Regions from separate parts of the Mus musculus genome. Here regions 1, 2, 3, 4 and 5 are each linked to region 6. The links are chromatin contacts, called in public Hi-C and Micro-C maps. All regions are on one chromosome and are shown on one strand. The core of a region is the stretch at or near the end of the contact, and the rest is flanking DNA. Distances in the headings are between cores, read along the strand shown.

Region 1 (4,193 bases), core at 187-2,686, 4.3 Mb before region 6:
ATTTTAGTCTCTTGGTGACTTTAAAGTTAACTTGATTGTTTCTAATGGAAATCTAGTATACCTACAGACTGGAGCAACACACAGGAAGGGCCGCACAGTCACACTTACTTCGAAATGCACGAGGTAGTATACATTTTCACGAACACTTGCAGTCAATGGGGGGGGGGGTAAGCACCTTCTCCAAACCTATCACACACTCTGTCTAGCCTAATCTCTTTGGTTAGTCTCTTTCCGCTGGATACGAGGGCAAGCCACTAACTATGAAGAACTGGAAGAAAGCGAGAGACTTTGAGTGGGGGAGAATTTTCCCCATCTACCCAGGACCTTTTGAGAGTCTGATAGCCTAGCCCTGCTCTTCCAGCTCAGAGACGACCAGGCACCTCTGTGGGCTGACTCCAGCTTCAGGCTGGCACCTCATTTAGCGTGGCAGATGCGTTCCAGCACCCAGGCCCATACACTCCCAGTTTATGCCGGTGTTTAGGAAGATGTCCCCTCCCCCTGACCTTTCTCTATCAGAAACCAGACGGTCGCCTCTAGCTTGGTCCCAGAGGCTGTAGAAGGGGGGGAGGAGGAGGAGGAGGAGCCCGGCAGAGAGGCAGGCTTGACTAGGATCCGCCTGCCTTATCACACAAACATCTGCGCGCAGTTTCTTCCTCTTTCTGATCGCTGCAGTTGACAAGGGGAGTGGAGTGGACTGAGGCGGAAAAAAAAAGTTATGTCATAAAAATATAAAACGGTGCTGTGACTCACCTGCTCTTAGCCGCAGGTACGAGTTTCGTGGCAGCGCCTCCGTTCTGCTCGCCAGGAGCCCAGGTCGGCCTAACGTCACTTTGCTCGGCTGACTCAGATGACTGGGTTTCTAGTGACGAGGCAAAAGTGGGGCTTTTCCCCTCTCCAAGCCCCGAAGGCCGGGAAGTAGGGGTAGTCTTCCAGGGTTGAACTTTGGGTCAAGAATCAGGATGAGGGGAGCAAAGGAGCCAAGTGGACCAAGAGCGGAGTCGTAGTAAGGTCCAGGGGGTGGTGAGCACCTCTAGGAGGGAACTCGGGGTCATTCAGCGAGCACGATCCTTGCGCTGTAGCTCTGATGCCACCACCCAGGTCCTTCTCCCGCAGCACAGCTCTTTGGGTCCAGAGCCCTGGCCTGTCCTCCAAGGCACCGCCTATTTTTCCTTTTCTTCTTTTTTTTCCTTTTCTTTTCTTTCTCTTTTTTTCCTTTTCCAAAGGGGGTCACACACACACCCGCCCTATTTTCCTCTTTCCCTAGCCGCGAGGCTTAAACCAATTATACTGCTTTGTAAACAAAGTGAGGGCCAGGTTTGGGGGAGGGGATGGCGGGAGGGGCGCGGGGGGCGCGCGGCGCTGGCGCGGCGGGGCGGGAGGCGCGGCGGCTGGACTGGCGGGCGGCCGCCTCACAGGTGCACCTCGGGCTTTGTAGGTGCGAGCGTCTTTGTGCGGCGGACAAATGGGGAGAGGACGAGGAGGTGGGCACTCCGGCGACGTAAGATCCACATCAGCTCAACTGCACTCGCTTCGCACAGGCCGCCCGCTCACTTCCCGCGGAGGCGCTGCCGGGCGCCGCGCTCCGCGGCCGCCTCCTGTCCCCGGCGCTGCCCCCTCCCGCCGCGCCGCGCCGCCGCCGCCGCGCACGCCGCGCCCCGCAGCGCCGGGCTTCCTCCTCGCCCGGGTGGCGCTGGGCCCTCGAGCGCTCCGGTGACCGCAGCGGCTCCGCGCCCCTCCCCCGCCCCGAGCAGCGCACCCGCCCGTCGCTCCGCACAGGGTTGGATGGTTGTGTCGGCCGGGCTGGCTCCAGGATGTTAGGGACTGTGAAGATGGAAGGGCATGAGAGCAACGACTGGAACAGCTACTACGCGGACACGCAGGAGGTGAGAGGCGGGGAGGCGGTGGGGCGTCCCCAGAGTCGGTGTCCGGGGAGACTCAGGCGAGGTGGGCTCCTGCCCGGACTGGGGCGGGCGGGGTGGGGGCGGCTCGCCCGAGGCGCGGCTTCCAGTGTGGCCCCCACCCGACCTCTCGATCAGCCCGCTGCCCGCTGGGTCCTGGCGCTTGCAACCAGCGGAGAGTTTTGGGAAACTCTGGGCTTTGAAAACACGGGCTCCGGAAGGGAAGCACTTGTCTTTGCCCGCTAGAGAGCCGGGGCTGGAGCCCAGCCCCGGGAGCCGCGGGCGGGCAGGCGGGCTCTGGCTTGAGTAAAGAATAACTGAGAGAGTCGGTGCTCGCTTACCGGGAGGCCTCTCGGTCACACCATGTAATTAGCCGACGTCTTTGGATAAAAATGATCTGTTGCAGAAGTTGGAGTTTTTCGTAAAGAATGATTTCTAAATTTTATAAAACTTAATTCTTCAAAAGCCATTTGTAGAAAAGTGTCTATTCGTTCGTCTCTAGGACCGCTGGGTGGCGCTAGTGCGAACAGAATCTTTTTCCAGAACTCGGGGCCAAGAACCTGTTTCTCTTCATTGTCCCCTTGGTGGCATGTTCACTGGGTTTATTTTACATTGTGCACAAAAGCATTGCGAGGAGAATCAGGTACAGGCAGGGCCACTACCTATTGAAAGTATTTTCTAGAAACAGCTGCCGATTACCTTCAAAAGTGTAATTACCGTTATCGAAAGCGCTTACCGAGAAAGCCTCGTGCGATCTTGGAGAGAGGACTAGAAATAAATCCCAAAGTACTTTAAGATCTGTACAGAAAAGTACAGAGTCCGAAAAGACCTTCGCGGCGATTTATTTATTCGTTTCTGTGTTTCTTTGGGAACCATCTCTTTTTTGAGTCTTCTTTTTGAAATCTATTCATCTCTTATAGTTTCACATGGAGTTACATTTGCTGATGAACATAAATTTAAGGACGTCAATATTTTCTGTTAGATTACCAAATAAGCAGTTATACGTCAGGACTCTTGTTTTTTAGCCACCTAGTTATTATCTCGACTGCTACGGATGGAGATTTCGCTTACCGATAACTTTTAGTAGGCGCTCAGACCACTTTCAGGAGTTTAATTTTGATGCAATCACCTCGGCCCACCAGAGAAGACCCCCATAGAAAGAGCTTTCTTACATCTCAAAGCTGAGAATTAGGAAGCAGAATAGCATTAAGAGAAAGCAAGTAGAGTTTCACTTGGGAATTTTAAGTTGGTCCGAACTATAGCTCTAAAGCCTAGGCTTTGGTGTGAGCAGCAGCAACTATCGGTTACAGGGTGTGTGTGTGTGTGTGTGTGTGTGTGTGTGTGTGTGTGTGTGTGTGTGTGTGAATTGTGTTACCAAAGTTTTCAATTGCCAGAGGACTACAAACAGGTAACAGAATTAACGCGAGGTTTTGTATAGCGTGAAGAGCTATACATGCAAAGTCACGCTAAAGTTAATTGTATGCACCGCGTTGTTCTGGTGTGCAGCTTTTTTTTTTTTTTCATTTTATTTTTTTTCCCAGAACTTTATTTAACTGATAAGTTTGCTTCTTTTTTAAAATACTATCATTGTTACAAGTAGGTGGAAAACATTTCTAAATATAATAACAGAAAGTCATCTTTGGCACCAACTCTTAAGACAAAGCCAGTTGCTGGGAGATGAGTAATTGGGACGGAGGGAGGGTCATATTGACAAATAGGCCAATATGGGTGAGAGTTTAACAGCAGCCAGCACGATGCATCCCGATGTGCGATCAGCGGTGCCTGCCAGCCCTCCACAGGGTGGGTGTCTAGCTGGTACCCGGTTGATCACTCAAGCAGGCCTGTGTGGGTGAAGTGAAGAAGCAGGGGCTCCGACATAAATTCTATTTTCGGAATTTCAAAATTGACCGGGCCAAAAGGCAAGTTGTCTAGGCTGGTCTGGGATTGGATCCTTGGATCTAGCCTGCCGTGGATGAAATGAAGGGACCTTAAAAGCCAGCCCCTGATCCAGGCTTGTAAGGCGATTATGCATCTTCCCGGGGACATATTTTCTGTGAGCATTAATCTTTCCTGCTTGCAGCGCTAGGATTCTCCCCCACGCCCCCGCTATGTAAGCCATCTTTGCGTGGTCAGGAAAAGGCGCCTAACAGTTTGCCCTGGCTGGGGAGTTCCGGAGCTTTGCAGAAATGCTGTTAGCTCGCCCCGGGCTCACCCTGGGCCAGCCAAACTCTGGGGCACACTACTAACCCCGCCCTTCGGGGCCTCTTCCCTCGCTGTCTCCGCTCCAGGCCTACT
Region 2 (3,840 bases), core at 900-3,399, 3.4 Mb before region 6:
ACTCGTGAGCAAGCTGCCGACAGTGGCTACCTACAACCCGCAGCCCCAAGCCTGCTAGGGCCTCCTCTTGTGCTCCCCAAATCGCCAGGCTGCGCTCTCCAAACAGTCTAGCCCGGCTGAGGCTGAGTGCGCGAGAGGCGGGGGAGGGTGGAAAATGCGAACCATGTGTTTGGGGGGGGGGGTATGTTATGGGTCTGGTAGTTTGAGATGAGGCTGGAGACTGTGTGTGGCAAGGAAACAGAGGGGCAAGAGTTTCAAGTTAATGAGATCAGGACACCCCCTGGGAAGACTCCTTAGGTTTCCAAAAGAAAAGAGCCACAGGTGGTGGGATAGACACTCGCTAGAGGCCGAAGGTACTGGGGTTCCCGAACGCGTGCAGGAACCCACTCCGCTCTGCACACTGCCTCTGAGCTCCTTACCTTGGTCGGTGATGGAGCGGATGCCCAGAATGTCCGTGACGGAGTGAGAGGAGGGCCAGGTGCGCGGCAAGGCCACCGATCCGGGGATGGCCGGCACCCCAGGTGGTGTAGGCACCTTAGCTGCTGCCGCCGTGATGGGACTGGGATATGAGTAAATGTGGTTGTAGGGCAGCGCGGGCTGCGGCGCGGGCTGGTGCTGCTTGTATGAGTCGTAATGACCCTGCTGGGCCAAGTTGCCGATCTTGTTGCGCAGAATACGGCTGATGGAACTCACCGAGGGCACGTTGTACTTGTCGCACACGCCATCCGCCAGCAGGCGGTCCCGGATCTCCCAAGCGAAGATGCCTGGGTCCCTCTGCTTGTAAGTCCGGATGTGTTTCACCACAGTAGGGGTGGTGACCCGGGGCTTGCTCCCCCCAATAGCTCCCGGCAAAATCGAACCGGTCTCGTTGTAGCGCGCCAGGATCTTGCTGACGCAGCCGTGCGAGACCCGTAGCTGGCGGCTGATGTCACAAGGTCGGATGCCCAGTTGGGCTAATTCCACGATGCGAAGCCGAATGGCGTTGGGCAGCGGCCTTCCGTTCACGAACACTCCTCCCAGCTGGTTCACCTCCCCGAAGGCTGGCTCTGCAAAAGGAGCACAGAGCGCGCCACAACGCGCACCAACTGCTTGGGACAGCCGCCTGCCACTCGGCCTCCAAGAGCGTCCAGGGGCAGGGTTATGACACCCTTCTATAAGGACTGGGGTTGCCCCGAAACCAGACTGTTCCGGCCTGAGCCAAACGTCTCAAAACAAGCTGCGGCCAGACCTCGCTCCTACTTTGCGATTCCCAACAACAAACAAGAAGAGAGACCCAGGGCAACTCCGGACACTTAAAACTCTCCGAAGCAGGCGGGGAAATCGGTTCTGAGGCTCCAGCGCGCCCCTCTTTGCCTGCCTGGTACCAAAACACTCGGCCCTTGCTCCCTTCCACCGCCTTACCCCTCCCTTCTGCGGGGTTAGACGCAGTCCAGAGAAAGCTGGGGGGGGGGTGTTTTTGTTCTGTTTTGCTTGCAAGTGTAAACACGTGTGCAACAAAACTTGGATTGACACTGGAGCTGCGAGATTCGCCAATGCCACGGCCCTCTTCCCTTAAATCGCAAAATGGCATCAATTGTCACCCAGTGGCTCTCACAGAACCCTTTCCGCCACTGACCCTTGGAGGGTGCTTACAGCTCGACGGACGCAGTCTGAGTCAATACAGCGCGGTGGCGCGCCTCAGCTCCCTCCCTCTAGCCCTCGCCTGCTCGCTCCCTCCCTCCTCGGATCTGACAACGTCCCCCATCAGCCACTCACCCATTGCTCTGAGCAGTACACCAACCCGGCCCCAGTTCCGCACTCCCAGAAAGAAACTTTTTTCTTGTTCTCACTGAGCCGGCCTGTCGCTGCTCCAAGCCGAGGGTGCCTTGGCTTCTTCCCGGGAGGAGGCGACAAGAGTGCCAAAGGAAAGAGTAAAAGGAAGTCTGTGCCGGGCTGAAAGAGGCTTGAGTTCTGCATTTCAATCTAAGCAGCAACGTGGGCTGGGCTGAGCAGGGCCGGGCGGCTCAGTCTATCACTCACTTGTGACACACCCCAAAAGAGGTGGGCCCGCGAGCAATCTGCGTTGTAATTGGTGCAGGCCGGTGAGTGACAGCTCAGTCCGGGAAACTCCTTCCGCCGTCTGTTTCTGGCTGGCTCCGCACCTGGGTGACTAAATACAATGAATAAGAGTGTTTGACGTCTTCCCAGGGGCGCCGCAAACAGAGTGCAAAATCAAGCTGATAAAAATGCTGAATAAGCGAACAGAAGCTTTGGTCTCGGTTTGAATAACTTTAAGTGGGTAGAGACCGAGGACACCTTTTGGGGAAGAGATGAATTTGTCAAATTAAAGTTGGAGGTTAGAGCTCTCAGAGAACAAGTGGCACGACCCTTAAGGGATGACTGAGAACTACCTGTCATGCTGACCTTTGGGGACTGTCAGAATCTTGTCCACAAATTCTATCTCCTTCCAGTTCACTCAGGATGGGGAGAAGTCGAGTGGAGGAGGCGCTTGAGGTGTAAGGACAAGAGACTCCTTCCCGTACCCCGCCCGAAGTGGTTAGTCCAGCAGTGAGGGGCTAAACCTCAGTCAAGCAGGATCCTAGCAGAGGCCAGGTGCAGTGAGGAAAAAAAAATTAAAAAACCAGACTAAAGAGGAGCACAGGACGTCCACGGGGAAGGAGGGTTGATCCCCGGAGCGCTGGTGGCAGTGGCCACGTCCATCCCATCCCACCCCCTTGCATCACTCACCCAGGGTCCTGGTTTCCGTGTGTAAGAATTTGCCAGGGTTCTCAACACCATAGAGCCACCTTGAAAGGTTTGATTTTAAATATGAAAGTCAGCCCCAAGGAGGTACCCGCTGACACTGCCTCTGAGCATCTGTATGTAATTCCCCGCGACTTCAGCTTAGCTACCACAGATGCTGTGTGGTTCTGCCTACCTGGGGATTTTTCACTTTCATTCACCCAAATCCGAAACGGATAGAAGAGTTTGGGACAGAGAAATGCATTTCTTTATGGAGACAAGGTTGTGACGTATGTGGACGAAATAAGGAAGAGAAGCATTGTGAATGGATTCGGGTATTTGTGTGACACCGGAAAGTGGATGATATTACTTCGTCTCCATCACAACAGCCCTCTCTTTAACACATATCCAGGATGTAGGTGATGCGCGCACTCTCCCGAAGGTTCTGCACACAAAGAAATCAGAGGAATCCCGATGTTCACCAGTAAATGACAAGAGCCCAGGACGTCTAGTAATCAGTCTTGGAGCTGACCATTGATCTCCAGGCATCTGCTTCTGTGGTGGGTGTGCACCCTGAATTCAAGTTACAATCAAGTTAAGGATTGAAAGATTACTTCAAATGTCTTTTATTGCAGTCAGGTATTTCCACAATGAGGCTTCACAAATAGAAATACTTGAACATAGCCCCCCCCCCCCTTTATTTGTTGGTTTCAGATGTTCAAAGTCATTTCAAGGCTCGACTTTGTGGTTTCATCCTTGTCTCCGCTCAATACTTGTATTGCGTAGTCAGGTGCTTTATAACAAGGAAAGCCAAGATTTCAGAAGCACCCCCAGCCCCATGCTATAGTATAAATTACTTGCAACTCAGAGACTGAGTGGAGATCAGAACTTCGCCTGAGACTTGCTCACAGAAGATACTGTGCTCTGCTCCGTGATGAGGAACCTTCATCCTCACGGGCAAGAAGTGTTCTCTGAGTGTGCTCTTTGCTCTACTTCCGTGCACCCACTGAGTATTTCACACCCTTCTGAACTGGTGTACAGAGATAGTGCCCCAGCCCGTGTGGACTAGCAAGATGTGGTGTCCTAATGAGAATCTAGCTACATCAACCCGGAGTGATC
Region 3 (4,093 bases), core at 1,034-3,533, 3.3 Mb before region 6:
AGGTCGTTAATGGCTAAATACTCTGACCTAGCCTACCAAATATCGGATACAGCATGGGTTCCAAGAGTAGTTGCTAAGTGAATCATGAATTGTAAGATAACATTTTGAACTTTGCAGCATTAGAAGAAGCACATCTAGTGCCCTTGGCAGATGTGAAGGGTTTCATGGGAGTTGGAAGTAAGCAAGCTGAGGTGTAGGTGGCAAGTGGTAGATCTGGTTTGGACATCCTCTCTCTAGCGTTCTACCAGTGAGCTTTCAAAGAGACACTGGAGGGGAAGAAGGAAGTGTCCCTCTGCTACACTGCTGCAAAGACTAATGGTTACTCTGCTCTTCTTCTGGTGAAGCCTGAGTCTCTGCAGCCCTTTGATTCCTAACTAGTGAGATTAAAGAGGACCCTTGGGGCTGAACCAGGGAATAACCTTATGAGGGCTGAGCTCTGTCCTGCTAGCCACAAGGCCAGTCTACTGACAGCGCAGGAGGCACCAGCCATGAGGGGTGGACTAGGTTTTTAAGAATTAATCCACAGCTACAAGAGGGGAAAAAAATATCTCTGGTTTAACCCGAGTGGGTCCTGTTCAAGATGAGTCAGAGAGGCAGCATGCTCTCTAGTCAGAAAGACTAACCTGGTGAGAATTCTCAAGATCTTTGCATGGATGAGTTCAGAGATAAATAGGTGGCTCCCCACCCACCCACCCAACACCCCCCCCAGGCCCCCAAAGGCTCTTGAGAATTCTGGCTTACTCTTGTGGATGTCAGTGCTCATGGGAAATAATCCAGAATGGTGGATGTTTATGAAGGGGCAGAAGTATGGGAAGTTCATTTGGTTCAAGTCACAGAGTGCAACAGAGCCCCTCACCCCCAGTTCTAGATGGGAGCTGTTGGCATTGGTGCCAGCAGGAGAAGTTTGAAGCTCAGTCCAGTTCCCCTCCCCTTCAGGGTAAAGCATGGGGGTTGCCAGGCATCACTCCCCTCGAACTCTGACTGAAGCTCAGCCCCTCACCTAGTGCTGTGCGGCTGGGGATGGGGGCCCCTAGTTACAGTAGGGCTAAGATGCAGCTTGTGTACATTCTCCCAAACTGGCCACCTGCTGGTGTTTTTGAAGGTCCGGGCTGCACGGCTCAGAGACTGTAGAAGATTGAACAAACCTTTCACTCCAGACTAACAGGCCCCCCGAAGAAGCAATGGATTTGATATTAACCACAGACACAGAAATATCGACCTTGTTAGTGAGCTTAATTTTCTTCCCTCAAAGCTTTGGGCGTGTTTTGATGTGCCTGATTTTGCTTAAATCTCACCAAAAAACCTTCTGAAGAATTACCTCCTTCTGTAAGTGGCACTAAAACCGGGAGAGACAAATGACACTCTACCCTTGGTGTTCCTATGACCACCAACAATTATAAAATAACGGGGTTAAATGGAGACGGAGGACCAGGGACTTCCTAAGACGATCCCGTTCCCAATGCTAGCAGATCTGGGTCGCGCCTTCAGACTAGGTCTGCATTATGCTTTGCCTGCCCTTTCTGCCGTTCACTTGATCTAGCGTGGCTTCCCCTCCCTGCACTCTCGACACTGTAGACCAAAGTGCTGTAGCTCATCTTGAGAGCGCCCCCCAGAGAAGTCCCTGGGAAAGGAGAGCGCAGAGCTCTGCTTTCCACTTGTCCTTAGCTACAGAGACACAACGCACCTGGCCGCTTAAAGTCGGGGTTCCCTGCTTCAAAGCCACCTCGGGGGCGGTTCGAAAATGCGGGCCCAGATGGGAGGCCCGCTGATGCCCAGAGCCTTCCTTCCCTTCACGATGGAGGTAGGTGGTGAGGAAAGCTAATGTTAGTTTAGTCGTCGGCTTTGTGTTGAGGGAGTAGAGAGCACTCTTCAAGGAGAGATCTTAAAAAGCAAATAAAACAACTTTCCATACTATAATTGCTATTAATGGAAAGGAGCCTACCCTGCTGAATTAAGTAGTTCAAAACTGCTTGTTCATTATCGGGAGCTCCCTCACTACAAGGAGGGGAAAGAAAATGTGAAAACAAAAACCAAAATCAAGAAGCCTCCTTGACTGGCCGCCGAAGTGTCTAGGAGGCACCTGCCGGGCCAGGAAGCACTCCGCCCTCCCAGCCTCTAGCGCTCCAAGAAAGCTCGAACAGCAGACAAGCAAAGCCAAAACAAAAACAAACAATAACGAAAACGCTTAAATTCCAAGGAGAAAAAAAAAAAAACGGAGGTGGTCTCCAAATCTGTGCCATGCAGGGCTTGGCTGGGTAACCCACTTAGCTGCTGATCCTGACCTGGTAACAGCAATGAGGCTGACGCCCCCGGGCCCGCTAGGGAGCACAGCCCACAGCTCCCCCTTGCCAGGCGCCCAAGGACCCTCAAGGCGCGGGGCTCACACTTGAAGCCTGGGAACGCTCAGACAGGAAACCCACTTCCTCCTAAGCAGTTTCTTCCTAGCCGGATGAGAGGCGCCCAATTGAAGCAGAATGATCCTCATCTACTAATATCCAGCGTGGCCACAAAGCGACCGGCCATTTACGCCGCCACTTTAGACAAAGATATTTGGTTATTCCCGGGGAAGCAAGTGCACTTTTGCATGGCTGAGCTCCGGGAGGAGGCGAGCCTCAGCCCAGCCTCCCGCCCGCTGGGCTGCGGGCGTCGAGATATTCGCCTCCTCCCGGACAACGAGTTCCACCCGGGTTCAGACTCAGTTCCACTCTGCAACGGATCTGCGGGCGCTCACGCGGCTCCCCGCCCGGGCTTTCACTGAAGCATCGGAAGGGAAAACTGCGGGGATCTGAGCTGGGGTGCTGGGACTGGGATGTCCTCGGAAAGACAGCATCAGCTTCTGAAGCCGAAGTATCCAGGCCATGGGCAAGGGTCAGGGGCACCAGGTTTGTTCGAGATGGGGCAACTTCCGTGGTGGACTCTCCTGTTAATCCCCCGCACCCTTAGCCTCGTAGCTCAGAGGGCCAGCGGTGTACTTGCCTGGGCCGGCAAAAGGGGTGGAGAAAGGGAGCGGCGGGGTGGGGTGGGCTGGGGGGGCTGGTCCGCTAGGGAGCCAGGAGCTTGGTGGGGGGTGGCGCGGGGATCGGTGACAGCCTCCCGGAGGCAGTCGTTCCCTTACTCAGCTCCCCCTCCGCCCGCTGGGATTCTCTCGGGTAAGGGGAAAGGGGGCGGGGAGCAGAGGTGTCCCTCTGACGGCGGCGGCAGAAGAAGCAGACAGACTGACAGACACATAGACCAACAGTGCAGCCCCAGGGTTCATCCCCAGACTCGCACACTCTTTTGGTGGTGACTGGGGCTCAGCGCAGCGAAGCCCGATGTGGTCCGGAGGCGGTGGGAAGGCGCGGGGCTGGGAGGCCGCAGCGGGAGGGAGGAGCAGCCCCGGCAGGCTCAGGTGAAATCCCGCTCCCTGCTCCTCAGCCCCCTTCTCCCCCAAAGGCCAGCCCCTGACCTCGGAACCCCGACCAAATTGGACCGCGGTTCCACTTTGTAACTCCCCAAGTTGGTTGCAAAGCAGTATTCACCTTCCGTTCTCCTTTCCATCCCTCCCCTTAGGTTATTCTCTACCCCACCTCTGGCCCTCCCGCTCTCGGTTCCCTCCTCCTTCCCCCCCCCCCGCCTTTTCCTCGCGCGCCACAGGCACCCCACAAAAATGGGGGTGGGGGTGTCCAAGGGAGGGGGAAAGTAATGCTTTGGTTCTCTCTCTCTCTCTCTCTCTCTCTCTCTCTCTCTCTCTCTCTCTCTCTCCCTCTCTCCTTCTTTCTCTCTTTGAGACCTAAAAATCTTGACAAGTGAAGCTTAAAGGTGTTTACCTTGTCATCAGCATGTAAGCTAATTATCTCGGGCAAGATGTAGGCTTCTATTGTCTTGTTGCTTTAGCGCTTATGCCCCGCCTCTGGTGGCTGCCTAAAACCTGGCGCCGGGCTAAAACAAACGCGAGGCAGCCCCCGAGCCTCCACTCAAGCCAATTAAGGCGGACTCGGTCCACTCCGTTACGTGTACATCCAACAAGATCGGCGTTAAGGTAACACCAGAATATTTGGCAAAGGGAGAAAAAAAAAGTAGCGAGGCTTCGCCTTCCCCCTCTCCCTTTTTTTTT
Region 4 (4,469 bases), core at 1,007-3,506, 3.4 Mb before region 6:
CTTAAGAGCTGAAGAGCGTCATTTGCTTATTTCTACACATCAGTGTGGTTTTAGAATGTTAAATAGATTAAAAGGCTAAGAGAGGTCAATCATCCCAAGGAAGACTTGTACATTGCCTATCCTGCTTCTTCCTAAAATTGTTAAATGCGGGGCCACAGTCATCTGGAGAGTCCTTCACAAACTGAAAAGTTAACACATAGACTCCTGGAATGTCCTGCAAGGTGGATCAGAGTCTACAGACGATGAATCCCAGCATAGATAGGTCAGAGAAAATCGAGAGGGAATGAAAGTCAGAAACTAATAGTCTGAGAAATTACCAAATCTATTCGTCTTGGGAGAAAGCAGGAGCGGGGGGGGGGGGGGGAGGTAGATCGGAGAGAGAGAATCTCAAGATTGTCCATTTTGCCAGAGGCAGAGGATGCACAGGTTTCCAGGCCGGAGCGGCTTCACCTGGCACAGCTTCCAAGTTCACAGAGTCTGGGAATCTACGCTTAGGCTTCTCTAAAACTCTACCACCTCCCGCCAAACCTCTGGCTCCCGCAGGAGTTTTTTCTGCATAGAGGTCAGCACAGTCATTTCAATTTAATCTCATTTAAAAAGACATAACTAATAAATCTATTGCCAGGACCACAGAAAGACAGCCAGCAGAGTCGATCGATCTCCCAATCCCATTGAATCCCATTGAAAACCATGACAACACCGGACAAGCTCCGATTTATCCCAGGGAGCTAAAGCGCATTGTGAGCAGACATCAATCACGCATTATTCCGGACTGAACAAATGCAAAATCTTTGCTGGAACAAATGCTTCCAACAGGTCCGGGCGTCCCAGCTCCATTTCCCCTTTGTTTGTGGCCTAGCAGTTGGCCTGTAGTGGGCTAGCCTCCGCCCGACCACCCAGCGCGCGGTACCACCGGCCACTTTAGGCACGCTTGGTAGGACTGCAGCTGGGGGTGGACGCAGGCTGGGTGAGGCGGGAGGGGGGGTGAGGGTGGGGGCGCCACGCCCTTGTCAGGTTCGAATTCAGCCTCAGCAAAGCCCGGTTTTCAGATGCGGCTACCCAAATGTAGCTCTCATCCCTGAAATTTAGAAACCAGGTACCCAAATAACTAGCTGGATAGAAAAAGGCTTCTGAGACCGCACTCTAGCGCTAGACTGGAGCCAGAGGAAGACTAGAAAGGCCAACAGAATGTGCCTGCTGCTGCCGGATTCTGCCCTCTCCTACCTCCTTCACCCGCCTTCCACGTGGATCATTTTATCTGTGTTCCCTTGGTGACTAGAGGATCTGGGAGACATCTCCTGCCAGGCACATTTCTTTTGGGCAGGCCTGTTGCTAATTCTGCCTATCCGCCCATTCTATGTCAGACGGGGCAGCTGTGGTGTGGTCTGCTACACTGTGAGCAGTGAGTAATGCAGACCGCTCACTGTCCCTTCCTATGCTGCTAACTGGCACCGACTTGGGAGATGAAGGGCAGGGACGAAGCCCTAGTGACAATACCAAGGAAGCTTTGGTAGGCCACCCTAAAATCTGCTACCTCCCTTGGGTCCTCGAATGGAGGAGCTCAGCCAGAGTCCCAGACTCAGGGTCCATAGATGCCAGACCAGGATGGACATTTCGGGACCTGGATGTTGGCTGTTTTGTTGGCCTGAGGAGACAGACACAGGTCCCAAGCTCTCCCACAGGCTTCCAGACCTTTCAGACTGTGTGTGGTGAGTGTGTGTGTGTGTGTGTGTGTGTGTGTGTGTGTGTGTATGTAGGCTCCTGCAAAATCTGTGCCCTAGACATCTGGAAAGACCAGGCCATCCTCTGATATCTAAGGAATGCTACCAAAAAAAAAAAAAAAGTGCGCCAGTTTAACGTAGTTATAAATCACTTTCCAAATAATTATGAGAAACTACCATTCCAGCAGGGAAGCTCCGGGGAAAAACAAACAAGGAATAATAAAGTCGCTCCACCCTCCCCAGCTCTACCACCCAGCCCAGGCCCCACGTCAGCCTGAGAGGAGAAGGAAGCTGGGGCTCAGTTGGGAGGACCATGGTCACTGTTCGCCACCCAAGATGTTATTCACTGGTAACAATCCCCATTATCTGTCCCCACTTTGGTCTAATCAGACAATCGCTAATACCAGGCCAGCTTCCTGCGACCTCTGGGAGGTAGTCTTGCAGAGGGGGCGGGTGCCGGGCGGGGCGGAGCGGGAGGCGGGGGAAGGGGGGGCGGAGATGGCACCTTCCGGACTTGCCCCGGCTTCGCTCCAGCACTCATTCAGGTACTTAAAACCCTGGACACCCCGACTGCGGTTTTCAAAGCCCTCCGAGTAGCAAGGGCTGTTAATATAAATAGGGATTCCTCCCGCAAAGGTGCTGGCGTCTCAAGGCCAGCGCATGGCGAGCGCCTCGCACTTCCATCCTTAGGAGCGGCGTCCCCAGCTGTCCCTGGGTCCCTAGCCTACCCTGCCCCCCACCTTCTTCCCCTCCTCGGCCATGGCCACCTCTGGACGCCTCGGCTTCACGGTGCGCAGCCTCCTGAATTTACCTGAACAGGATGCGAAGCCTAGGGTGAGGCGCGAGCAACAGACGTGCGTTCCACAGACTGCTGCCTGGCTGGAGTCGGAGTGCAGCCACTACCTGTGTGAGTGAGCCAGGACTGCGGCCGGGGGTGGGGAGTGCGGAGGAGGGACCCAGCCAAGCCTCTGGGGTCAGGGATGGAGAGTGGAGATTCCCAACCCAGAATCAGGTTCCTTCGACCCTAGAGCAAGCGCGAAGCTCTGTGGTCCTCAAACAGACAGGTGGTGCGTCTGAGTCCACACATCCTGAGAGTAGATCTTGGTCCTGGACTGCTGAGGAAGGTAGTGGTTTTGGTGTCTGGCGATCCGAAAAGACCGGGATATTTAAAGATTTGAAACCTTCCTTTTGTGTCCCAGGGCTTTGCAAACTTCAAATCAGAGGTGGCCGGTATGGGTGACTCAGCTTGTGGGAAACTAGTCTGCCAGCTCAGTTACTGTTGCGATTCCTTTAAGAGGACCCCAGGGTGGGTTTCTCTGGGGCATCATCTCAGGTCTGCCGATTACTCTTGTAGTATGGTTGAGGTAAGAGTAGGGAACGTGGGTACCCAGAAGTGAATACAGCAAAGCAAATGGGTCGCAAAGCCCGGAGCAAGAGAATTGGGACTCCAGGTGGAGACGAGGGTGGGAGACAGGTCCCAGACACCCGTAGAGGCTGGCCTCTCACCAGGCGACGTCTGCTTTGCTTTGTGGTTCCCAGCCTCGGACGAGAGCGGCCTGGAGACAAGCCCTGCAGACTCGTCGCAGCTGGCTTCGCTCAGGCGGGAGTCCCCCGGCTCCGACCCGGAGAAGAGGAGGAAGCGGCGGGTGCTGTTCTCCAAGGCCCAGACCTTGGAGTTGGAGCGGCGCTTTCGGCAGCAGCGCTACCTGTCGGCGCCGGAGCGGGAACAGCTGGCTCGACTCCTGCGCCTCACGCCCACGCAGGTCAAGATCTGGTTCCAGAACCACCGCTACAAGCTGAAGCGAGGGCGAGCGCCTGGGATCACAGAGCCTTCGGATATGGCAGCATCATCTGATCTGCACGCCGCTCCCGGCCTGCTGCGCCGCGTAGTGGTACCCGTGCTGGTTCACGACCGGCCACCGAGCAACAACGGCAGAGGTGAGGGGACCTCTGCGGTGCCCCAGGACAAGTGCAGCGCACGCCTGGCCACTGCGTGTCCGGTGCCAGGCTACACCGCCTTCGGACCGGGCTCGGCGCTTGGCCTCTTCCCAGCCTACCAGCACTTAGCACCACCAGCTCTGGTCTCCTGGAACTGGTGAGGCTGCTGCGGAGTGCCTAAAGCCACCCTAGACTTGGGACATTGCTGTTTGGTCCGCCGCAGTAGAGCTACAGCCACACCAAAGTCAGGAGGTGACCCTTGCAGGAGCCCTTCTTGAGTCCTGGGTCCCTGGATTGCCCTAACCGGCAAACACACACACACACACACACACACACACACACACACACACACACACACACACAAGGGACTGTCTCCAAGACTCGGAATGGTTGCCCGGGCGCCAGTCCCAGAGCAAGATTTTATTTCTTGAGCATTATTTGTATATTTTAAAATAGCGACTTGTATGAAGCAACTTATTTTTAAAAAAGAAATAGAGTGTTTTCCCCTTGACTTGTTGCGCTAGATTATACTGTGGAGGGTTGGGTCGCTGGCGCTCCTACCACTAAAGGGATGGAAACTGGTTTCCCTTGGCTGGAGGTGGAAAGACCATTTACACTGAGACCCATCCCCGGTTTATACTGTAGGTCAGAATAAAGTCCCAACAAGACTTTGGGAGGAAAGGGAGTAGGAGAGGCAACGGAGGCGATCTGGGTAGCTCTGCAGAGTGAAGCTGGAGATTCTTTAGTCTCTGGCTCCAAGACTGAAAGCTTATCCTGCCCCTCGAGCAGGGTCCTGACTCAAGGCTGTTT
Region 5 (4,116 bases), core at 815-3,314, 3.9 Mb after region 6:
CGTCAGGCGCTTCTCGGGACTCTGCCTGATGGCCATCATGATGAGCGCGTTGTAGCTGAACGGCGGCTTCTCGTACTTGCCGTTCTTCTTGTCGCCCTCCTTGCCCCCCTCCCCGTCCTTGCCGCCCTCGCCCGCCCCTTTCTTCTCCTCCCCCCCGGCGCCCGCGCCCTTCTCCTTCTCGTCCGGCCCGACGGGCGCCAGCTCCGCCGGCCCGCCGCCCGGCTCGCCTTTGGCTCCAAGTGCGTCAGCCTTGGCCCCGTCCAGGGCGGTGGAGGGCGGGAGCAGGAGCGGCTGGGGACCCTTGTCGTCGTCGGCTGCTGGGGCGCCGCGCGCCTGCGGGGGCTGCGGGGCCGGGGGCGGCTGCTGCTGCTGCTGCTGGGGCGGCGGTGGAGGCGGCTGGGGCGCGGGCGGCGGCGGGTGGTGGTGGTGGTGATGATGATGGTGATGCTGGGGGTGGTGGCTGTTGTGGTGGCCGTGGCTCGCGTGGTGGTTGTCGTTCTGGACGGCCTCGGGGACCAGGCTGTTGATGCTGAACGAGGACTTGGGAATCATTTTCACCTCTTTCCTATCTCCCATGTCCAGCATCACCCAGGCGTCGGGGGGCGGCGGCGGCGGCGGCGGCGGCACGGGAGCCGGGCAGCAGCGCGGCGGGCGACCAGCGGGTTCGGAGTGGGGCGCGGGGGGAGCGGGCAGCGGAGGCGGCACTGAGCGCTCCGGCAGCAGCGCAGTTGGACCGCAGGCTCCGGCGCTGGCAAGGCATGTAGCAAAAGCTGCAACCACCCCTCAAGAATTAGAGAGAGAAAGAGAGAGGGAGAGAGAGAGAGAGAGGGAGAGGAGATAGAGAGAGAGAGAGAGAGAGAGAGAGAGAGAGAGAGAGAGAGAGAGAGAGAGAGAGAGGGAGGCTAGAGGCAGAAGCAACCCGTCGCCCGGGGTGCAGCGCCCCGCTCCGTTCCGCGCCCGGCCTCCCCCTCCCCCGCTGCCTCCTCCTCCTCGCGCCGCAGCAGTCACAGCAGCAGCAGCGGCAGCCCGAAGGGGGGGAGAGCCGGGCGGCGGGCGGGCGCGTCCCGGAGCGGCCGCAGCGAGGCTAGGAGACAGCGATCGAGGCAGCTATAGCCACAATTAATTTTCCGAGCTACAGGCGCACACTAGGGCTGTAAAAAAATTTTTGGTTTAACCTTTCCTACTGCCGAACCAATCAGTGCCGCCGGCGTGCAGGAGCGTCTGGCTAGCCGTCGACCAATCGGGGGCCCAGGGCCCGCCCATCCCCGCCCCGCCCCGGCCCCGCCCCCCGCTCACCGCCCCCTCCGGGTGGCGGGGCCCAGGCCTGGAGCCGCGGGGACCGGCGGGAGATCGCCCACCCGGCCAGGATTAGCGTGGGGCGTGCGCCCCGGGCCGCGGCCGCTCGACTGTGGCCTCCTCCCTGTATGGGATTATTTTCCTTTGCGCGTCAATATTTATCCTTATTGATTAAAGTTTGTATCCAATTTTGTCTGGAAGAGCGGGGCGGGGGGCGCGGCGGAGGGGCGAGCTGCGAGGGTGCGGGAGAGGGCGTGAACCCTGGGGACGCGGCGGCCCCGGCAGCGCCCTGGGAGCGAGCGGGCCAGCAAGCTCCGGAGAGCCGGGCATCGGGGGAACGGGGCCTGGAAGGTGGGGCGGGGGCGGCCACGGCCAGGCCGGTACTTACAGCTTCCTGCGGCCCGCGGCGAGCTCGGCTGTGAAGCTGGGCTGAGGGCGGCGAGCGGGGGCGGCTGAGCGGTGGGTGCGTTCTGTGGAGGCCTTCCACGCACGCGGGCGGGCGGGCGGAGAGCTGCCCCGGGCGAGCACAGACCCAAACAGTCCCGAAATAAAGCAGGTAACACGTGTGTTCTCCCTCCGTCTCGCTTCACTCCCAGAGTCGCGCTCACGCGCGGGTGACCCGGTGGCAGTTGTCTCCTCGGGCACTCCACCTCCTCTTCAGCTTCTAGGCAGTACTGGAAGCCGGTAGCCGCGATCGATCATCCTGGAAATATTTTCATTTTGCTTGACATTGAAGAAAATATGAGTGGGCGTCTACTTCCGTTTTTTTTTTTTTTAAATCCTATGTTTGCTCCTTTTTCCCATTTCACAAATACTTTATCTCTTTAAAACCTCAATCTTGAAACACCAGTAGGGCGAAATCAGCTCTTACCCTTCTTGGATGCTGCTGGAATGCTCTGGGGAGCCCAAGGAAGGTGGATTTGACAGTCCTAGCTTCTGGGGTTTGGGGGATGGTTTGGTGGGGAGGTTGAAACGAGTGGGTAGCTTGTAATTCAAGGCCTTTAAAAAGATCGCGGCCAGGGCCAGGGCCAAGGCCCAGCATTTCCCAGGGATTGGAATTTAGTGCGGAGCACACAGATCACAAATCCTCACTGGCTCAAAGCGCGCCACGTTGTAAGCAGAGGCCGTAGCCAGAGAGGAGAGGGAGGTGGAGACACATAGGTCACGAGTATCTTTCCCCTCCTCTTTAAGGTAAAATACTCTACCCATGCCAGCATTCATTTTGATGAGCTCTTAGCTAAATGATCTCTCAGTCTTGATATAAAAAAAAAAAAGGAAGGAGAAAAAACAGGGCCTATGTGTGGTACTAAAATCTACCAGAAACATGCAATACTCAAAATAATAGGGAGTTATTCTGATGTTCTCACCCCCCAAATTTGAAATGGGGCGCAGAAAGAGGGGAGGGAAAGAGAGGGAAACGCTAGCGAAAATTATCCACAATTACAAATAGCTAGCAAATTTTATATCTATTGGAGTGTTGTAAGAGATCTTTGATTATTTGTCCCCAAATATCCTTCCACTGCTTGGATCTCTTCCTACATATCCGCTGACTTTAAAACAAGCTATGCATGACGGAAAAGGCCAGGGTTCTAGCAATCAGCTTTGCAAAACACATTGGTGCCAAAGGTTGATTTCTAGGCTTGGGGTTTCTCACGGAGCCTGGCGACGTGATGAGCTTTGCCAACCTAGCTAGAGAGATCTGTGAGCCTGGGTTGTCTTGTTCATTTCCCTTCCCACTCTTTTCTCCTCCTCAGGCCCATTTTCCCTGGTGGTTCCTCAATGCGCTTGCCTTCCTTCCTCCTCCCCTCTCCCTTCTTCCCCTTTCACTAACCCACCCCTTCTCCCTCCCTCCTTTCCTCTCCCCTTCACTCCTCCACCTACTCCTCCCCATCCCCCAGCCCCCCTTCTCACCACCGCTTATAATGGCTCCCGGGGCTCCCTCAGAGGTGGACGGCCCGGTACGTTTTCGTAGTCGGTCTAGCGTGAAATGATTCGGTGTAACCGGATTCTTGGGAAAGGACAGGTTACGTAAACATTTACTGATGTGGAGTAACTATACTATTTGTACTCTGATATGCAGGAAGGAAAGTGTTGATTAACACAGAAGAAAAAAAAGCGAAATTAGCTGATTGCATGCTCATAAGTGCAAGCTGTCATTGAACTGCTTTTAAAATAGACACAGCTGGGTGTTTGTGTTGAAAAATTTCTTGTGTTTTTGCTAATACTGAAATAAGCATGATTTTGTATACCAAACATTTTCAGATCATTAAAATTTGTAATCTGTGCTGGTTTTAAACACAAAGAAAAGAAACAGAATCATTTCGATGTAAAATTTGCTGATATTATATTAACTCAATCAGGTCTGTACAAATTGTGCATTGTGTCTCCTAAAATCTGTTTGATCAATTTAATACACAAAGTGCCAAACGTGGGTATTGTTTGTTAACATTGGACATTTTATTCAAATCTGAGCTCAGCAGTGAACTGGAGGAGTTGTTCCTTGAATACAACACCAGCTCTGACTGATGAATTTTTAATGTTTTGAGGTGCTTCTTAGGTTAAAGCTAAGTGTGTATTGTTTTGTTACCCCGTGGAAGAAATTAGCAGGCAAAGTAAGGTTTTTTTTTTTTCTTCTGTTTACTTTCAAGGAGCAAAAACTGGGTTTTGTACAGTGAGAGCTGCAATACTCTGATTTTATATGTCAAGGCTTATGGCGGCTTGAAAATTGTTTTGCATGCAGATTAAGGGTGTGCTGTGTTATTTTAAGGTTACGTGAATGCGAGTCTCTCAAAGCAGGATGATTGATCGTAAAAACATAGC
Region 6 (4,495 bases), core at 57-2,556:
CTCAGATGTTTAATCGTGTACAATCTGGGAAACACAAATATTTAATTTCACACTCTCATGTGCTTTTTTTTCTTCCATCTACCATAAAATTGAGCCTCATGAATAGAGAGTTTACCTTTTTGATTATATTGTTAGTTTTTCTCATAGCGATTTTGTGAATCCCATTTTCAATAAAATCTTAGAACATCGAAAGTTATCCTTAAAGGGAAAACTTTAGGGTTAGAAAGCTGTTGATGGTAAATTTCTCTTTATTTCCTTCCTCAATCAAAGGTTGCTCAGTGTTTTAATGACAATTATTTTGAATCTAGAGACTATCTTTAGAAAACTAAAAACAATTTCTATATTAAAACTTCCCTTTCACCACCAAGCCTAACTTTTGTAAAATTTGCTTCCTAACTTGGATCTCGGAATCCCATCCATTTGCATCATAATGCGTTTAAGATAGTTAACAGCGCCTAAGAGATTCGGATTTCACGTTGTATTCCCTGTAGTAACAGGTGACAGGATCTCACACTATTAGGTAGAAACGCAAGTCTATCTCTGCACATGAAAATCGTCTCTGTCCTATTTGGAAACAAATGATCAATCAGCCTCCGATGATCAATTGCTCCCCTGGCTGTCCGTCAGCGCGGATTCGCACCCGCGGAGGCATTGAGAACATTTTGCTGAAAGGGGGCAGGAAGCCCAAACTTTGCAAAAGCATCTCCTGCAGCGTCTCAGACTTGACTGGAACTCTCTGGCTACTCGGGGCTGAGGCTCAACGTTCGGGGCCTGGCAGAGGGCAAAGGATGACTTCACTTCGCCAGTGCACTAGAGTGCTTTTCAATTCGGATTGTGTATCCCCCCCCCCCTCCTTCTATAGCACAGGGGCAGGCAAAGTAAGCCCTGACGAGGTGCATGTGTGTTGTAAGGCACAAAACAAGAGCAAAGTGAGTCCCACCCCAGTACCCGAGACGGGGGCACTATCCCAGCTCGGACGGGACTACTCACCGCTGCTGGTAGGAGGTGATGCCCTGGACGTTCTGCGGGGTGCCGTTGGCCGCGGCGCCGGCCCTCCCCATGCCCGCACCGGCCGGTACCCCAGCGGCTGCCCCGCCGGCCGCCGCGGCCGTCACCTGCACGCTGAAATCCGGAAAGATTCGGATCATCGCCGCGGCTTGGAGCCCCAGGCGCGGCTGCTCTGGGCTCGGGCTGGCGGGGGCTCGGGCTCGGGTTCGGGCGGCGGCGGCAGCAGCGGCGCGAGCGGCGGCAGCAGCGGAGCCAGGCACCAGCCTGCAATCCCATTAGTGAGCCGCGGCCACTGTGCGCGGCGGAGAGGCGCTTTGATGTGCGCGCAGCGGGCTGAGGTGGGGGGGGGTGGCGAGGAGGAGGTGCGGGGGGTGTGCGAGGGACTTGCAAACAGCAAAACGTGTCAGGGTGGGGCCTTTTCTCCCTTTTGGGGGGCACTGTTGCTCCCCCCTCTTTCCAGGATGTTGCTTTCACTGGCTGCTCCAGCAGCGCCGCGCGAGCCCAGCTGAGAGGAGGAGGGGGTGAAGGAGGAAGGATGCACCGGGAGGCTTGGCGAGCGCTTGGCCGGTGCAAGGGAATAACGAGCAGTGGAGGGTGCGTTTTCCCTCCCTCTTCTACACACACACACACACACACACACACACACACACACACACACACCGCGCACTTCCGACCCAAAGTGCAAGATTGTGGTGCGCTCTTTCTCCTCCTTTCTCTGGAGAAATAACCACCATCCGGGCTGGCTTCAGCCTTCCGAGGCTGCCAGAAACCAGGATCCCAGCCCGCGGGTGTAGGAATGGGGCGTCAGAGCCTCCCGTTTCAGCCTGGACCCCTCTTTGACACTATTCTCCACATTAAGCAGAGCGAATGTGACCAAGCGCAAGTTGGGTTCCTGGAGAACTTGATAGTTATCTAGGAGAGGTGGTTTGCAAAGGCGACGGAGTGCGGGGCGGGGGGTTGGCGCTTTTGTACAATGGAGAGTTTGGGTCGCTTAAAAGAAAGGGCTCTTCCCGCTCCTGGTGAGCGGAAGAGTTGGTCTTGGGAAACTTGTGAGGTGGGGTCTCAGCTAGATCTTAGTTTGCGCTATGATCCATCTCTTAACGCCCCCCTTTGACCGAGGAAACGAATAAATTAGTAGCCACAATTGAAAAGAACTCTGCGAATTCCAAACACCAAGGAAACAAAAAGAGAAAACACGTGCATTTATTTCCTCGCGCCTTCCTGTTACTTCACATTGTGACGCCTGCCTTTCATTAGGGGGTGAAGAGAGATCCTTACAGTTTGGATGCGCCTTTTTAGTGAGACTTGCACTGGGTTTCACTGAGCTAGGGTTGGGGGAGTGGGAGTTGATTGTTTCCCTCCATCCCTCCCCAGGACCCGGGTTGCCCACTTTTCCCCCTGTCTTCTGGCTGGTGAGCAGGAGCAGAGATGCGAGAAGCAGGCGGATGCAGCCCTTGAGGGACACAGAGCTCTGCTAATGTCCCACACTCAAAGCCCCTGCCCAGCTTAGCGGCTGCTGCTGCTGCTGCTGCTACTCCTGCAACTGCTGCTGCTACTGCTGCGGCTGGGTGGTGGTGGGGAGTGGTGGTTTCCCATTCTGGTACCCTCTTCCCATCTGGCACTCAGGGCCTGGGCACTGCAGCTGAAGGGCTAGGGCAGTCGCTGTACCCTCCAAACAAGCCCAAGTTAACTGTGACCTCCACGCCGCCGTGACCCAGGGCCAATCGCGCTTCTCCCGGTCAGGCTCCTGCTTAACCCTTTGAGCCTGGGAAACAGTGGGCCACCATGATCCAGTGAGACAGGACCCACTGGCCTGAAGTTGCCGAGGTGTAGAGTGACAGAGGCTCCCAAGCAGGACAACTCCGCACAGGATCTAAGAGCCAGATGCCCGCCCTGCAGCAGCCCCATGCTATCCCTCCCACCCTGATGATTCTGGAAACTAGAGGAGCTGGACAAAGGCGAGTCCTCGCCAGGCCCCATCCCGCTCCTGCCAGGGCAACCTCTGGGCGTCCCCAACCCAAGTGGCTTTCGGGAGGAGCCTCCGAGCCCAGCAGTCACAGGGAGACTGGGAGGGGGGAGCCTTGGCTCTCGCTGGCCGAGCCCACGGCGCAGCTGCGTTTCCATTTTCCTCTCAAAGAAAATGCTTTGGACGGCAGATAATACCAGGAGATATGAAACTGCTTCGTCCCCCACATGTTGCACGTAAAAAGAATCGTAATGAGCATCTGTGGCTTGTGCGAAGGAGCCCACGAGTTAGTTGAAGACCAAAGCAAGGTCCTGACTTCCCGCTTCCGGGTCATTTTCAAGCAGAAGCACTAGACATTCAATGCATCACCTAACTGCTTAGACCCTGGTCGAGCACGCAGTGCGAGGCGGGGCTGGTGGAAACCAGCATCTTAAGGACCCCTACAGGGGGACCTTGGCCCTCACTCAGCCCAAAGTTCTGACCTCCTTGCCTTGTCAACCTTTGGATAAGCTCTGAAAGGATTTCAGATACCAGCCCTTTGCTCTGTGCAGGCTTTCTACTGAGACAGAGACTTCCTACCCATTCTGGAGAGGGCAGGGATGTTTTAGAGCATTTCTACCTGGGTTAAGGCCAGCAATGTTGTAACCAAAGAAAATCCAGCGAAAGACTAAGGAATGAGGTTAAAACTGAATTCCTCAGCAAGCAACGGCTTTCTATATAACAGCATCTGTCTGCGTAGTTGACCCATGGGAGGCACTAGTGCTGACATAGCCACCTGTAGCTAAGCAAACCAGGTTAAGGGAGACTTCCAATGAGTGACTCAGATCTGGGGGGTAGCGGGCACCAGTAGTGCCATGCAATCTTTCTAACTGTACCTGTTTCTAATGTTTCTAACCGAGATGCTGAAGCAGTCTCCATGTACCAAGTAAAACAGGAGAAAAAGAAAAGCCCTCTTTTAAGCAAAGAGAGGAAAGTTTTTCTTTTAATATCTTTCTGCACAATCAACAAGGAGTTATATATTTGTGGACAAACAATACCACCTCTTTGCTTCAGTACCAATTCCATGACTAGGTGAAGCTGGGAGTGTTTTGCTAGCCACTAGTTATTTTGCAGAATAGTTGGCCTGCAAACATGTAAGCTCATTTTCCCTTCCTTTCCTAGAGTTCCCCCCCACCCCCACCTCTGAGAAGCCCAAGGGGCTAAACTATCACAAAAGAACCCATCAGATGTTTAACACTGCATCCTCTGAAAGTCGGTTCAATTGGATGCTACACTGTCAAAGCTGTGAAGTGGGCACATTCAACCTCAGACTACGAAGCTTTCAATTACTCATATTTAGAATTAGTATGACTGCTGCCCTCCAGAAACCGTTTGCTAAAACACAAAGACAAAAAAAAAAATACTCAAAGAAGAAGTGCCACAATAGCTTACCTTGGCGTGCATGTTCTGTTTCAGTATTTTATTCTTACATATAGTATTTCAGAAGGTTGCTTTGCAAATATAGGATCTGCTTATCTTGGT

Evidence for each region. Hi-C and Micro-C count contacts between places; a contact is called where the count stands out from the background.
Region 1: a contact with region 6 is called in a Micro-C map of embryonic stem cells, with 12 times the contacts expected there. The contact joins the promoter of Foxa1 here to the promoter of Npas3 in region 6. A contact is called at or near these places in 2 of 39 promoter capture datasets (both in embryonic stem cells) and 7 of 484 Hi-C or Micro-C datasets (LSK cells, embryonic stem cells and epiblasts).
Region 2: a contact with region 6 is called in a Micro-C map of embryonic stem cells, with 14 times the contacts expected there. The contact joins the promoter of Pax9 here to the promoter of Npas3 in region 6. A contact is called at or near these places in 1 of 39 promoter capture datasets (embryonic stem cells), 4 of 484 Hi-C or Micro-C datasets (B cells and embryonic stem cells) and 1 of 115 datasets of contacts at active chromatin or transcription factors (embryonic stem cells).
Region 3: a contact with region 6 is called in a Micro-C map of embryonic stem cells, with 17 times the contacts expected there. The contact joins the promoter of Nkx2-1 here to the promoter of Npas3 in region 6. A contact is called at or near these places in 4 of 39 promoter capture datasets (cranial neural crest and embryonic stem cells) and 6 of 484 Hi-C or Micro-C datasets (all in embryonic stem cells).
Region 4: a Micro-C map of embryonic stem cells shows a contact between it and region 6, with 9 times the contacts expected there. The contact joins the promoter of Nkx2-9 here to the promoter of Npas3 in region 6. A contact is called at or near these places in 1 of 39 promoter capture datasets (embryonic stem cells) and 2 of 484 Hi-C or Micro-C datasets (both in embryonic stem cells).
Region 5: a Hi-C map of embryonic stem cells shows a contact between it and region 6, with 22 times the contacts expected there. The contact joins the promoter of Foxg1 here to the promoter of Npas3 in region 6. A contact is called at or near these places in 3 of 39 promoter capture datasets (cranial neural crest, embryonic stem cells and maxillary cranial neural crest) and 14 of 484 Hi-C or Micro-C datasets (embryonic stem cells, epiblasts and stem cell-derived epiblast-like cells).

What each region holds. Positions count from the first base shown.
Region 1 is chr12:57,543,354-57,547,546 of GRCm38.p6, reverse strand. Foxa1 (forkhead box A1) reads left to right here and starts at 1,436. Exons shown (of 2, transcript NM_008259.4): 1 at 1,436-1,883; 2 at 4,187-4,193. The coding sequence starts at 1,812. It also overlaps a transcript of Ttc6 not described here.
Region 2 is chr12:56,693,780-56,697,619 of GRCm38.p6, reverse strand. It overlaps Pax9 (paired box 9), which reads right to left and starts at 2,149. Exons shown (of 4, transcript NM_011041.3): 1 at 1,756-2,149; 2 at 420-1,046. The coding sequence starts at 1,759. It overlaps Gm15524 (a long non-coding RNA gene), which reads left to right and starts at 2,853. Exons shown (of 3, transcript XR_003950120.1): 1 at 2,853-3,840.
Region 3 is chr12:56,535,098-56,539,190 of GRCm38.p6, reverse strand. Nkx2-1 (NK2 homeobox 1) reads left to right here and starts at 2,283. Exons shown (of 3, transcript NM_009385.3): 1 at 2,283-2,882. It overlaps Gm26973 (a long non-coding RNA gene), which reads right to left and starts at 2,001. Exons shown (of 6, transcript XR_872771.2): 1 at 1,685-2,001.
Region 4 is chr12:56,611,071-56,615,539 of GRCm38.p6, reverse strand. It overlaps Nkx2-9 (NK2 homeobox 9), which reads left to right and starts at 2,256. Exons shown (of 2, transcript NM_008701.2): 1 at 2,256-2,628; 2 at 3,261-4,147. The coding sequence starts at 2,481. The coding sequence ends at 3,820. All of the region lies in intron 3 of Gm26973 (a long non-coding RNA gene), which reads right to left.
Region 5 is chr12:49,380,955-49,385,070 of GRCm38.p6, reverse strand. Foxg1 (forkhead box G1) reads right to left here and starts at 2,064. Exons shown (of 2, transcript NM_008241.2): 1 at 1,685-2,064; 2 at 1-770. The coding sequence starts at 585. It overlaps Gm34304 (predicted gene, 34304), which reads left to right and starts at 3,243. Exons shown (of 2, transcript NR_168648.1): 1 at 3,243-3,254.
Region 6 is chr12:53,245,243-53,249,737 of GRCm38.p6, reverse strand. Npas3 (neuronal PAS domain protein 3) reads right to left here and starts at 1,306. Exons shown (of 12, transcript NM_001370962.1): 1 at 991-1,306. The coding sequence starts at 1,148.